Linked DNA regions of Mus musculus: region 1 is linked to region 2. The links are chromatin contacts, called in public HiChIP or PLAC-seq maps. All regions are on one chromosome and are shown on one strand. Each heading gives the region's core, a stretch centred on a gene start, on an enhancer-like site or on the middle of the called end of the contact. The rest is flanking DNA. Distances are from core to core; before and after follow the strand shown. Region 1 holds the start of Cplx1 (complexin 1). Region 2 holds the start of Pcgf3 (polycomb group ring finger 3).

Region 1 (6,724 bases), core at 3,268-5,767, 89 kb before region 2:
ATCCAGCTTTAGTTTCACACACTGACATCTTCAGGCAACCACTCAGCTATATCCCTAGGTCTGAATTGTCTAGGGGCAGAAGTAGCTCTTGTGTAAACTGTCTGTGTACTCTGGCTGAGCTGACAGTGCAGGGTTGGTGAAGGGAAGGTCAGGCTTCTTAAAGGATGTAAGGAGGCCTCTAGAGCCATGTCCTTGGAGGCCTCTAGAATGCAGCTTAAAGCTTCTCAGGAGATCAGAAGAAGTAACAACTGGTGTTGAGTGCCAGAGTACCGAGGCCACCACACACCTGCAGAGAAACTTGAGATGACCCAGGACACCAGCCAGCTTGAGGTCCTTCTGTGTGTTGACTAGGTTCTCCCTCTGAGCCTGGAGAGGAGTCCCAAGCCTCTCTGACAAGGCTCTAGGTCTGAGCAAGGTTGAGTCAAGACCTTGGGGCAGCTACCATGCTTCTTAATGTTAGACAGTTTCAGAAGTACATGATTTGGTAATAGTAGAACCCAGTGTAGGATTGCTGGCCACCAGTGAGGGCAGCATCCCTACTTCTGATTCTAGGATCTCAGAGGCTGGATTTTGTTAGCTAGCCACTGGCTGGGCAGCAGTAGCAGGAGGCCCATGGAATTCACTGAGGCAGAATAGAATAGATTCTCTACCCGAAATCCCCTCCACCTATAACCCTACCCGCTGCCCAGCCAGATAAGCAACTGCAATTCTCCATCTTGTGTCTCACGTGTTGCTCTTTTAAGTAATCACGGGACCCAGCATGAAATGTATTCACAGATGGTGCACCCACCCTAGGTCTGCATTATTCAGGGCGCTGAATTATTAATTTTCTTTGAAGTTCCTGGACCAATGCCTTGAAGAAGATCAATCAGTTGACAAAGATACCCCTGTAGTCCCCTGCCGGTAGGCCCCACACCAGAACTGAAAACTCCAAGAACCCTAAAAGTTCTTCTGGGATCCTTTCTGGACCCAGAGCAGGGAGGGCACCTGCCTCTCAGAACCTGCATAGGCAGATGGATAGCCTCCTTAGAAGGGGCTTTGTAAAGATTTCCAGAGAGACCAGAGTGGGACTAGAACAGAGCAGCCTGTCCTTACCATCCTCTGGAGCAACCTACATTGCCCAGGAATCAAAGTGGAGGGTGCTCTGTACCCTCCTAGTCTGAACAAACATACCCAGACACCAAGTTCTCAGCACAAAAATTTATTACCCTAGAGATGTGGGGGGTGAGGTAGACTTCCTCTGGTTAGGAATAAGACAGCAGGTGTCTCTGTAGGGATGGATTTTTAAGGGGACAAAGAAAAATTGTGTTAGGATGAGTTGGTAAGAGCTGATTGGACCAGTTAACCAGTATAGCCAAAATGTGAATGTTGATTCCTGAACCTTGGAGTTTTAGTCAGGCTTAAGGAAGTGGCCAAATAAGGGAAGAGACCTTGAGAACTAGCTTAGGAATGCAATCTAACAGTTTAGCAAGGGAGAGGGAAGGGGAAAGGACAAGGCCTGCCAGTGCTGTGTTAGCACTGCCCCAGCCTGGTAGACAACCCTTCAGAGGGGTTTTCTGTCAACCTTAGGAGGCCCTCTCAGCCCTCACATTCTGTGCTTTCTGGTAGTGGAGCCTCTGAAGCACCTGTAAAGGGGACAGATGAGCAAGGTGTCCCTTCTCTGTCCCAGGCCCCTCAGCCAGCAATTATCTGTAAACAAATGCATATGGTGTCCAGGGCTGACCTCTGGTTGTTAGCTCCTCCATGATGTCTACATCACTTGGCCATTTATCCATTTTCACCTTTTCCTATCACTATCTGCCTCCTGTCTGTCCTAATACACAAGTCCTCTGGATCCTGGAACTCTCACCTCCTGGATCTTCAACAAACCAGTCTTTTTCACTAGGTTCTTGGGATCCTTTGTACAGCTAGAAGTCTGTAGACTGAACCTGGATCATCTGTAAGAACAGCAAGCTCTCTTATCTGCTGAGCCATCTCTTCACAACCCCCCCAATTCCATTTATATAGAGATATCTCAAACAAAAATATTAAAATAGTAATGAAGCTATCAGGAATGGATAGTGCATCCCTTTAATTCCCAACAGTTGAGAGGTAGAAACGGAAGAATCTCTGCTGAGTTTGTGATCTCAAACTCTGTGAGTTTGTGATCTCAAACTCTGTGAGTTTGAGGCCAGCCAGGTCGACTTGCTTTAAAGACGCCTTGTCTACTCCAGATGGCTGGTCAGTTAGGCAGAGGCCTTTTGCCATGTTGCCTCTTTGTATTATAGGTTTAGAGGTCTAGGTAGCTTGTAAAAGCCAGCCTTAGCTATGGTCCACACCTCAGCTTGGCAGGCAGTTATGGAGCCTTCTCCCTAGGGTAGCACTGCACTGAACGATTTCTCAAGCCCAAGCAACTGCCATCTCCCAGGGTTCTCTCACTCAAACTTGAGACTGTCACTCTCCTTGCCTGTTTCCCTCAGCAGAGTCTGGGAATGGCATTGTACTGTACTCTGAGGACTTGGAAGGTGATGCCAGGAGTGTGAAGGTCAAATACAAAAGTCATCACTGCCTATATATCAAAACCAGCCTGTAACACATGAGAACCTCTTTGAAAACAACAACCCAATAAATAAATAAATAAATACCAAAACAACACATATACAAAATTAAACTAGGGAACTGGAGAGATGATTCGATAGTTAAGATCACTGGCTGCACTTTCAGAGGACCCAGGTTTGATTTCCAGTGCCCACATGGTAACTCACAACTATCTGTAACTCCAGTCCCAGGGGGATCCAACACTCTTTCCTGGATGCTGTGGGCACCAGATGCACATGTGGTCCACAGACATGCAGACAAACACCCATACAGGAGGGAGGGAAAAAAAGCTAGGACAGAGAAACAAAGAGAGATACACTGAGACATAAAAACAAGAACAGCAGATATAGAGACGATAGAGAGACAAAGGTAGACACAGGAAGGCAGAGACAGCCAGAGACAGAGGAAGTAAAAGTGGAAGCCCACTAGTCCTAGGGTCCTTTGCCTCTAATAATCTCAGCTGGGCTCAGGACTATGAATGGATTAGGTTGGCCTGCTTTGTCTCAAGAGGTTAACCCAGGGTCTTCTATGGGATTGCTGACAGAAGGTCAGGTCCATCTGGTGGCGTGGCGGGGAGAAGAAAAGCAGGTGAGAAGTAATGAGTCTGTCTTGCTGTGGCCCTTGCTTTTGCTAGCTACTATAGACTCCGAAAACACAGAATGAGCCAGACTGGGCACATCTGTGTGCAGGTGACCCCATTCCACAGGACATCAGTCCTGGGCCTGAACAAGGCTCTGGGCATCAACCAACCTTACCATGAGTGTGGTGGGTGAACTGAGATGGACAGTGCCAGTAGGAAGGGCACTGGGAGACTTAACTCTTCTGTGTCTGATGTGAGTCATGCCCAACTTCCTAAATGATCCTCTCCTCCTAGGCATATGCCTGTGTGCAGTGCAGGCACTTCACCAGTGGGATCAGACAGTATCCTTAACTCCAGGGCCCCAGGCTGAAGTCAGGGCAGAAGGTGTGGGGCTTAACACTTTCTCTTCTTGTCTCCACTCCAGCTCCGTTCCTGGTCTCTTCTACTTTGAATCTGCTAGGTCAAAGGAACAAAAACTGATAAAAGCAAGTCTGGAATGGACCCTCCCTTACTCCCCACCCCTAGCCCTCGAATTCAAGCCACCAAGCACCCTGGGGCAGCTTTGGAATGTTGGTGAAGGGGGAATACTCATGAGGCAAGAAGTTTCACTGAATTGGGTGAAGGTCAAGAACAACCTAATCCTTAAGAATGACTCAGCCAGGAGGAACATTAACAGTTAAAGCAATGGCCATCAGCACTAGACTCTGCGGGTCAGGAATTACCACCTGGCTAGCCAGAATAAAAAACAGCTTAGGTGTCCCCACATGCTCTGACTTCTGCGAAGACGATTGCCTCACAGAAGCCCCCCAGGATAACTGCAGGGATACCAGGCCAACCTTGTGGCCACTGGGCTCTGCAGTGCAGCTGCCGCAGAGTTGAAATCCCGGTGCCAGGGGAAGGGGCGGCCTAGAGGCGGGGCTGTGGCTGTCTCCCAGGAGCCCCCGCCCATCCATGTCCGCAGTGACCTTCAGGCGTCCCTGACTGACTGGGGTTTCTATCCCACCAAAGCCACATTTGGCGGCTCTGCACACCGGAGAAGCCTGGATGTGTGGGCCTATCTTGCTCGATCGGGGGTCTCGGGCTGTGCTCGCCTTCTCCCGCCCTGCCAGCAAAGAGCAAAGAAACCCGGTCAGGAGCAAACGTGGTTGGTAGATTAGGGATGGTGACCCCATCCCTGCATTCTCCCAGCGTTTCAGGAGGGCGCTTCAGTAGGACTTCAGGAGGGTCTCCAAGCCGGTGTGGAGAGAGTGGCCCAGGCCAAAGAGGGGCCCCTAATGCAGCTGTCGCGCGCGCCAGGCCAGGATCTGGGAACCGGGGGCGCGGCTGCCCCCCCTACCTCCGCCGAGCCCCGCCCTCCTCGTCATGCGGGACGCGGGCGGGGGCGCCTCTGAGTGACGCGCCCTCCTCGCGGTGTCCTTCAGCCGCCGCAGCAGCACAGAGCGCCACATGGACCCCGCCGGCCTGAGAGCGCGCTGCTGTTGATCGTCCACCTTGGAAGGTAACCGGCGCCCTAGCAGCCAGTCCGACCTTAACCGGCTCCCTCCTTTCCCCTTCCCAGCCCAGTTTTCTTCCCGACTCCTGGGCTTCCCTTTCTGGATCCCCGCTTTCTAGCCGTGGGTCTCCTACCCATATCCTAGGTTCCCCTACTCTTGGTTCCTTGTCTTTCAGACCCAAGGTTGCTCAGCCTGAAAGGCGCTGTCCATCGTGAGGTGCTGAAACGGCCCTTGATTCCCTTTCCCATAGGCATCTTTTTTCTTTCTTTCTTTCTTTCTTCTTTCCCTGGCGCGCTCCGGCCTGAGGCCGTGCTCCGGTCGGGCACCTCGCCCAGCAAAGCAAAGGGTGCGGCGGCCGCGAGAGAACGGGATGCCTTGGTCTTTGCGGAATCTCCGCAGCGTCCTAGCCTCTCTACAGCTGGCCCTGCGGAGCCCCCATCCCCCGATTCCCGGAAACAGAGAGAAGTTTAGAAGGCAATTGGCTTTGCTGCAAAGGCATCCCTGAACCCCTAGCTTCTCGGACACTCTTCCTGCCTGGCACCCCTTCGGGTCTCATTCCGCAGAGAGAAACCTGTGAAACACTGGATCCCTCAGGACCAGGTTCCCTGATAGGAAAGACTCTACAAAGAGGGATGTCTTTGCAGCTGTTGGCATTACAGAAAGCACCTTTCTAAATGCTGCTGGCACTTTAGTCCACGCTGGGCATTCTGACTTGGGTTGCCCTACCCCATGCAGAAGCAGGAGTGGGTCATCTGTTTCCCCTCCCACTGGAAGACGGGGACTCCATCCAGGGCCAGTTCTGCTGTGGGCCTCCAGAGTCTCTCTAGAGACAGATATAGTTGAGACTAGTCAGAAGTCATAAGGACCTTTCCTGAGGGACATTCATGGACTTGTCTCTCCAATTCTTCCCCAGAGGGACCCCTGCCCCACAGCTCCAAAACTGCCAAGGAGGCTGAGCAGCCAGAACCTGGGTGCTACAGCGGAGCATTGACCTTCAAATGCCCCCTGGGCTCCACCCCCGCTTGAGGAGGCTGGCGCCAGTCTCCAGTAACTGGTGGCCCCAGGTTGTGAGCTGCAGTGGCATCTAAAAGCTTCCTTCAGAAACCCCAGAAGAAGCAAGATAACTGTTGGTTTGGCTGGGCTCTGAACCCTGCCATCCTGGTCTGGGTGTGGGAACAAAGCCTCTCACCCTAGACTCTTGGGATAGTGGAGAGGAGAGCAAGGAGTAGATGAGGGTCTCAGGAAAGGTTGGTCAGGGTACCTATGACCACCTACTCTCTCTAGGCAGAAGACCCTGACCACACTTGAATGTGAAATCTGACCCCGGGAGTGGCTCCTGAGGAACCAAGCCATCACCATGGAGTTCGTGATGAAACAAGCCCTGGGAGGTAGGAGGTGGGCAAGGGGGGGGGCGCATGGGTTTGGGCCTCCAGCGATACACAGACACCTGATACTCAGAGAGACATGTCTCCACCACTGCAGTGGCACGAAAACACATGGCTGCATGACCACTTCTGACCTCACGCACAGGCTCTGCAGATGGTTGCTTACACTCTGAACAAGCCTAAGGCAGTCCCCCAGCCCAGTACTTTTGAATCCCCTGGTGACTCAAGCCTTGGGATTTAATATGAGATATGGGGAGGACGTGCTGTGTAATATGGCCCCATGTCCCCATGCCATGGTGCAGTGGAACCCACTGGTCATCCTGAGACACATCAAGAGCCAAGCAGCATTGATCAAGGCAGATATCCTAACAAGGCTTGTGAGCAGCCCTCATTCTGTCAGTCCTGGGAACAAACTGTGCACCAGGACTGGGTTAGGAAACAGGATTTGGGTGATCCCAACTGTGGCATTGGGCTCTATGGGTTTCTCCCAGGTAAGACACAGTACTATTCACAAGGACAAGAAGGGATAGCTATGCAACCAAGACCCCTTCTGCAGAGAATATATAGCTTCCTTTTATGTCGTTGCGTGAGGGCAGCCTGCTCACTCACTATTTGAAAAGAGTCCTGTCCTCACTTGGCCCAAAGCCATCTTTGTAGCTAGCAACAGTAGGACTAGAAGCTGGTAGAGG
Region 2 (6,473 bases), core at 1,019-3,518:
CGGTACAAGATTCCCAAGTGTGAGGACACTTGGCAAATAACAACTTTCCACTTTGAACACAACTCAGTTGACACCCATGCTAAGAAACCTAGACTTGTTTTTCCCTGAGAAACCAAACCGTGATGTGGCTCAAAATGAAACATAGAACTGGCCAGCTCAAATATCTCTTAGGAATCCAAACAGCCCAGAGTTTGCTCTCACCCTGTCTCCAGCACTTTTAAGTGCAGCCTGACAGAGCAGAACTTCCACAGAGCAACACAGCCATTGTTGACCACCCAGGTCTGTGTGGGAGCTAGGCCACTCTAGAATGCCTTGCTTTCTTATCTTGAAACATATCAGGTTTTCAGTGAACATCTCAGTACCTGCCCTAGTGTCTCCCACAACAGTAAAAACACATCTCACTTTTCCACAAATATTGTGTTCTCCATGACAGACTGGCTGGGAAGATTTCAGAGAAACAAAAACTCTTTCCTTTCTAGGAGAGAAACAGGAGTGTGGGTGCTAGGTGTTCATCTATTCAAAAGGCCCTCAGTCCTCTCTGCTCACTGCCCTCACCTTCCTACCTATTCCTGGAAGGCCTCCTCCCCACTGGACACCTAGCCTCTAGCCTCTCTACACCACACCCTCAAGACCTGCTGGGAGAGGAGGAAGGAGGGTGAAGGTACAGCCACTGACCTGGGGTCAAGACTAGGGAAAGGCACAGTCCTGTAGGAGCTGGGGAGACCAGACGAAAGGCAACTTGGAGGCTTGGGGCATGAAGCAGCAAGCACAGGGCATGCCCTTGATACCTGAGTCCTTGGAGCCCAGCTGAGCTCCAACTTTGCCTTGCAACTGTGCTGAGAGCCTCACCCACTCTGTAACATCAAGAAGCTAGGGGACCTGTGGGGAGTGTAAGCACTTCATAGCAAAGGTTCCCTGTGGCTGGGCTGATCGAAACCTCCCAATGCCTAGTAGTCTTTTCAGCAGAGTTCGGGGGTCAATTACTAGAGTCCTAGGCCCTCCCTGCCTTAAAGTTCCAACTATTATCTAAGTAATCCCTGAGGACCATCCTCACGGTTCAGCTCCAAGGCTTTCATTTTAAAGGGACCCACCTTTGGTCCTGTTTGTCCTGAAGCCTATCTATATTCTGAACTCTCCTCACAGTTCACCCTCAGGGCCTCAAACTGCTCAAAGGACTGCCACAGTGGTCCAGATTCCTTTGAGCCAGCCTTGATTTCCCAGCTCTCTACAGCCGATTTGTCCCTGGGAGATCTGACCTTCCTATGGCCTTGTCCCAGCACCCTGGCCCTCTGTGGGGTGGTCTCAGGGTCTTAACCCTCCTCTGTAATCTATCATTAGTTGGCCCATCTAAGTGATTCTGCCATTTTCTAAGTCCTGCCAGGTCCTGGGAGCCATTCTTCCTCAATGACCTTTTCTAGACTCTTGTCAGGTCTCTAATACTGACCCTCCCCCAAGTGTCCATTCCAAGAGTCGGGGCTCCACCTGTCCTGGGGTCCCAGAACTATGGGAGAGCTGCCCAGTCCTAAGGACTGTTCAGTGAGTAGCCCTCAGTAATTCTGGCCTGGTCCTGGGTCCTGCCTGGTCTGCGGTCCTGATCCCCCTGGATCCAGCCTGGCCCAGACTCCTGTTCTTCCGGGGTCCTGTTCTCTGGAATCGTGCCTGGTGCCAGGTCTAGCCGGACTGAGCTCCTTGTCTTCCCTAGGTCCTGTTTTCTCGGGGTCCAGACTGCTCGGAATCCACCTCGGCTGCTGTTCTGCCTGGTCTAGGATTCTGCCCACCCCGGTCTAGCCTGGTCAAGGGTCCAGCCTTGTGCAGGCTCTTCCCCGGGTTCTGTCTGGTCCAAGGTCCCTGTCCTCCCTGGGTCCAGATTGTTCCGGGATCCAGCATGGCCCTGGGTTCTGCCCTCCCGGGGTCCAGACCTGCGAGAAGTCCTGGCCTTCTCGCAGGCTTTTAGGGTCCCGCCTCCCGGGCCTGCCGGGGGCGCTGGGCTCGCAGCCTTCTGCCGCCCATGGGCCGAGGCCCGCGGCCTGAGGAGCGGGCGCGCGGGCCAGGCCAGGCGGGGCGGGCTCACTGACCTGCGTCTCGGGCGGCGGGCGAGCGGGCGCACGCGGGGGCTCGCCGGGAGGGGGAGGGGGCGCCGCTCCCTCTGGGTCCCCCCCAAGAGGAGGAGAAAAAAGCCGTGCAGAGTTTAAAACAAAGAGGCGGAAATGCCCGAACCCAGCCGAGTGCGGAGTCGGGGGCGCCGCGGCTGGAGCATGCGCAGTGTGTGGCTCAGCTCCCACCTCGCAAACGAGAGAGGCGGGGCCTCTGAAAGGCGGAGCCTATAGGGGTGGGGTGCAGGAGGGGCCAGAGAGCGCAGGCGCGTGCAGGCAGCAATTGACTCAGGAAGCTGGCTCGGCGAGACAGGCAGGGTGGAGCTCGGGGGTGTGGTCACAGGTGAGAGGTGGGTCAGGAGGCGTGGTCAGAAGCACTACCTGGAGAAACTCCGCCGGGTTGTTCAGGACGCGCGCTGACAGGCAACTGCATGAGTTAGGAACGAAACCGGAGTATCTAGACCACGGGTTTCCTACCCCCATAAACCTTCTGCTTACATTTTTGTCCTTTCTTGGAATCACTGTGGACACAGAGAGACCCTTATGCTGGCCTTTCGGACCGTGGAAACCCACAATTTGTCCGTTGTCCACTGTGCATTGTGACTGGCAGAGGGCATAAACTGAGAAAAGAAAGTCTGTTCTTGTTTGTTTGTTTGTTTGTTTGTTTACTTGTATTTTCGAGAAAGGGTTTCTCTGTGTTGCCCTGACTGGTCTCGAACTAACATAGATCCGCCTGCCTCTGCCTCCCAAGTGTTGGGACTAAAGGAATGCCCTACCATGCTGGACTGGAAGTCTGTTCTTAGGAAACAAAGTGGTTGTGGCAGCTGTATGCTAGACAGGCGGTGGGACAAGGAAGCAGCAAGGTGGCCAACCAGCAGGTGTTTGGGAGAAGGGGCATGCAAAGAATGAGGTTGAAAGGGGTTATCGCCTTTAATCCCAGCATTTGGGAGGCAGAGGCAGGTGGATTACTGAGTTCGAGGCCAGCCTGGTCTACAAAGCGAGTTCCAGGACAGCCAGGGCTACACAGAGAAACCCTGTCTCAGAGAAAGAAAGAAAGAAAGAAAGAAAGAAAGAAAGAAAGAAAGAAAGAAAGAAAGAAAGAAAGAAAGAAAGAAAGAAAGGAAAACAGAATAGGCACCCAGGAAGGCAAATATACTCTACTGAAGCCTGGCAGCCTTTGTATCACAGAGAGACTACTGATGGGGGAGAAGGTTGAGGGAGAGTCCTAGAATAATGGAGGATCTGGTGTTGGTATTAGAGGTAGCAAAGAGGTACTGTTGAGAAGACCATGAGCAGGCCTGGACTTAGGGCACAGATCTCAGGAAGTCATCTAGCTTGACAGACAGCTAGACCCTTAAACCACTTGTCTTCACATGGGCTTGTCATGCCTTAGGTAAGACCATATTCAGATGTCATTCTAGGTCCAGGATTCAGACCTTGCTTCTGTGTCTATCAGGGATACCTTCAGGGAACTCTCGCTTTACACAACCTCTGGTTTCTCCTGAAAGTTGTTGCCCACTTTAGGCCCCCACCTTCCAGCGCTGAAGTCTTCCTCTAACTAACAGCTGACACATTAGAATCCAGCTATGTGTCCCTTCCCCAATCCTAACCCTGTATCCCTAGGTGAGCAGATAGCTTTCAACTAGTATCCTTGTGTTTTGTCCTTGCTCCCTGACTACTTTCAGCACAAAATAGTGGCTTTTATAAAGCATTAATTGGGGGGAAATTCCCTGCTCAAAACCCACCCAGTGGCTTTACCTAGGACAGAAACCAGATTTCTGGAGACTAGAAGAGACCTGAAATCATGTGACTGTCTTGATACTAAGTTCACAGGTACATGTATATATTTTTGTTCAGCCAAGCAAATGAAGAAACCTGAAATTATGGTGCTCAGTTTGATGATAGGGGAGGGAATGCCTTCTTCCTTACTTCTGTCTCCAGCTAGCCTCTCTGGGGTACTTGGTAAACCCTCTGTTCTCTGTAATGATGGTCTTCACATCACCCACCCACCTAGGCTGCTGTCTTAACCCAGAACAGAGTGAACTGACCCTATATCTCTTTTTAAAAAAAACATTTCAAAAGATTATCTTTATTTTAATTGTATGGGTGTTTTTGCCTGCATGCATGTCTGTATACCACATGTGTGCAGTTTCCTTGGAGGCTAAAATAGAGTATTGGATCCCCTAAAACTGAGTTAAAGACAATTGTTTTTAGCTGCCATGTGGAAATGAAACCCAGATTAGTGTGCTCTTAACTGCTGAGCCGTCTCTCTAACTCTATGATTCTACATCTAAGCAAGTTCTCTCTTAAGCCTGTCAGCTTTGCCCTGCCTTCCAACAAATGTTGGACCCAGGGCTCCAAGACATTTGGAACTAAATTCAAGGTCTGTTATGACCTCTGTGACCCCTGCAGTATTTAACTTAGCTATGTTCTCCTCTTGGGTTGCTCTCTTACCCCTAGCTGTCTTGAAAGAATCCTATAGCACCTGGGTACAGTGTGTGAGGCCGCCAATTGCAGAGAAAAGAGTAAAACTCCTCCCAGGTCCTGTCTTGTGGTTAGTTCCTCCTACTCCTTGTTGTTGTTCTTGTGCTCACTCATAGACTGCACAGCTCTCCTGATGCCTCTGGGCACACTACGCACCTGCACCTCAAGGCCATAGTGGAGCTGATTTACCTGCAGTGGCTGAAAGCATGGATAATGGAGACTCTAGCCCTCACTGCAAAATAGGCATGAGTATACAAAAGCTGTATGACCCTCCCACCTAAACAACTAACACACTGAACAAATAAGCCAAATGTCAATTTACAGACACGTCAGGAAACCAGGTCTTGGACCCAGAGAAAGAAGGGTGAATCTTAGGGGAAGCCAATACACATGCCTAGGTAAGGGCTCTTGATCTGTACAGTTCTTCAAAGCTCTCAGCCTAGCATTGTTAGTCCTCCATGGAAACTTAGAGTTGGGGAAGATTGGGGAAAAGGAGAGGGTGAGGGATCTTGAAGTCCACCAGGCAGGCATCACTAGAAAGCTCTGGTGGTCTAGAGAGATCCAGGAGGCTTCTATCAGTGGGATAAGATAAAAAGACTGCTCTGTCCAGCCTGATAAAGCCAGGAAACCTGGAGGGGAGGGAAGTGCTTGGTGATTTGTTCTTATCTGTGATATTGCTATGATAAAACACTGTGACCTAATTGCACAGAAGCATTTACAACTGCATATGGTGAAAACTCTCAGGGACAGGTGTGACATCCACATCTAGTAACACTGGTGGGCAGACACAAAAGAGAATTTGACCCTAAGAGAGAGAACAGTCTCTCAAAATACACCTGAAATGGCATTGGAGAGCTGTGTGGTGTACAAAAGCAGTTCTGGACCTGCAAAGTAGATGTGGAGTTATGCCAAATCTGGTTGGTGATGGATATGAGAAAAGCAGCTATGGTCCTCCCTATGGGAGCAGCTCCAGTAGCTGCTGGTGGATCAAGGAAACCAAGCCAGATGGAGCATATGTTGCAGCAGTCAGATGAGTGGGTCCTGTTTTGGCATCTGGTGATATCAGAGATTTAACACCTATCTTAAGATAATATAAATAATGGTGTTATGGTATATGTTTATATAATAATGGCATTGTGGTTGTGTTTTAGGTGGCTTCAACTTTTATAGATAAATACTAAAATTCCATGGGAGTAGGGGGAATGATATGGCCTCTGAGACTTCTTCAGGACAAGGTGGAAGAACATAATGGCAAGGGATATGGACAAATCAAAATTTGCCATTAATTGATCATTATTGGATTTCTCTCCCTCCTCCCCTCCCTCCTTCTCTCACCTTCTCCTCTTTCTTTCTCCCTTTTTCCCCCTTATCACTCCTTTTTTCTTTGAACTTTTCCATAATAAAAAAAATCTAATAATTGGGAGAGATGGCTCATCAGTTAAGAGCACTGACTGCTCTTGCAGAGGTCCTGAGTTCAATTCCTAGCAACCACATGGTGGCTCACAACCAACTGTAATGAGATCCGATGCTCTCTTCTGGTGTGTCTGAAGACAGCTACAGTGTACTCACACACATACAATAAATAAGTAAATAAATAAATCTAATAAGCCAGGTCTGGGAGCACAGGCCTATAATACTTCTAAAGCCAGGAGAAAGACAAATTTAAGGCCAACTTAAGCAACTTAGTATGATCATATCTCAAAATACAAAATAAAAAGACAGCTGAGGATGTAGTAAGTAGCAGAGCTCTTAATTAGTATGTATGGCGCCTGGGTTCGATTCCCAGCAGTACAAAGCAAAATCCCCGAGTAGGCAAGTGATATGGCTCAGTGGATCAAGGTGTTTGCCACCAAGTCTGACATTTAATACCTAGGAGCCAAATGACAGAAGGAAAGA

What was found. HiChIP or PLAC-seq counts read pairs in DNA pulled down with a chosen protein or histone mark.
Region 1: an H3K4me3 HiChIP or PLAC-seq map of embryonic stem cells shows a contact between it and region 2, with 26 read pairs. The contact joins the promoter of Cplx1 here to the promoter of Pcgf3 in region 2. A contact is called at or near these places in 3 of 484 Hi-C or Micro-C datasets (the N1E-115 cell line, cerebellum and embryonic stem cells), 8 of 115 datasets of contacts at active chromatin or transcription factors (the SCID.adh cell line, bone marrow-derived macrophages, embryonic stem cells and 1 more) and 3 of 9 other capture datasets (adipose tissue, macrophages and pancreatic islet).

Annotation. Positions count from the first base shown.
Region 1 is chr5:108,547,820-108,554,543 of GRCm38.p6, reverse strand. It overlaps Cplx1 (complexin 1), which reads left to right and starts at 4,517. Exons shown (of 4, transcript NM_007756.3): 1 at 4,517-4,655; 2 at 5,935-6,038. The coding sequence starts at 6,008.
Region 2 is chr5:108,457,054-108,463,526 of GRCm38.p6, reverse strand. It overlaps Pcgf3 (polycomb group ring finger 3), which reads right to left and starts at 2,268. Exons shown (of 11, transcript NM_172716.5): 1 at 2,076-2,268.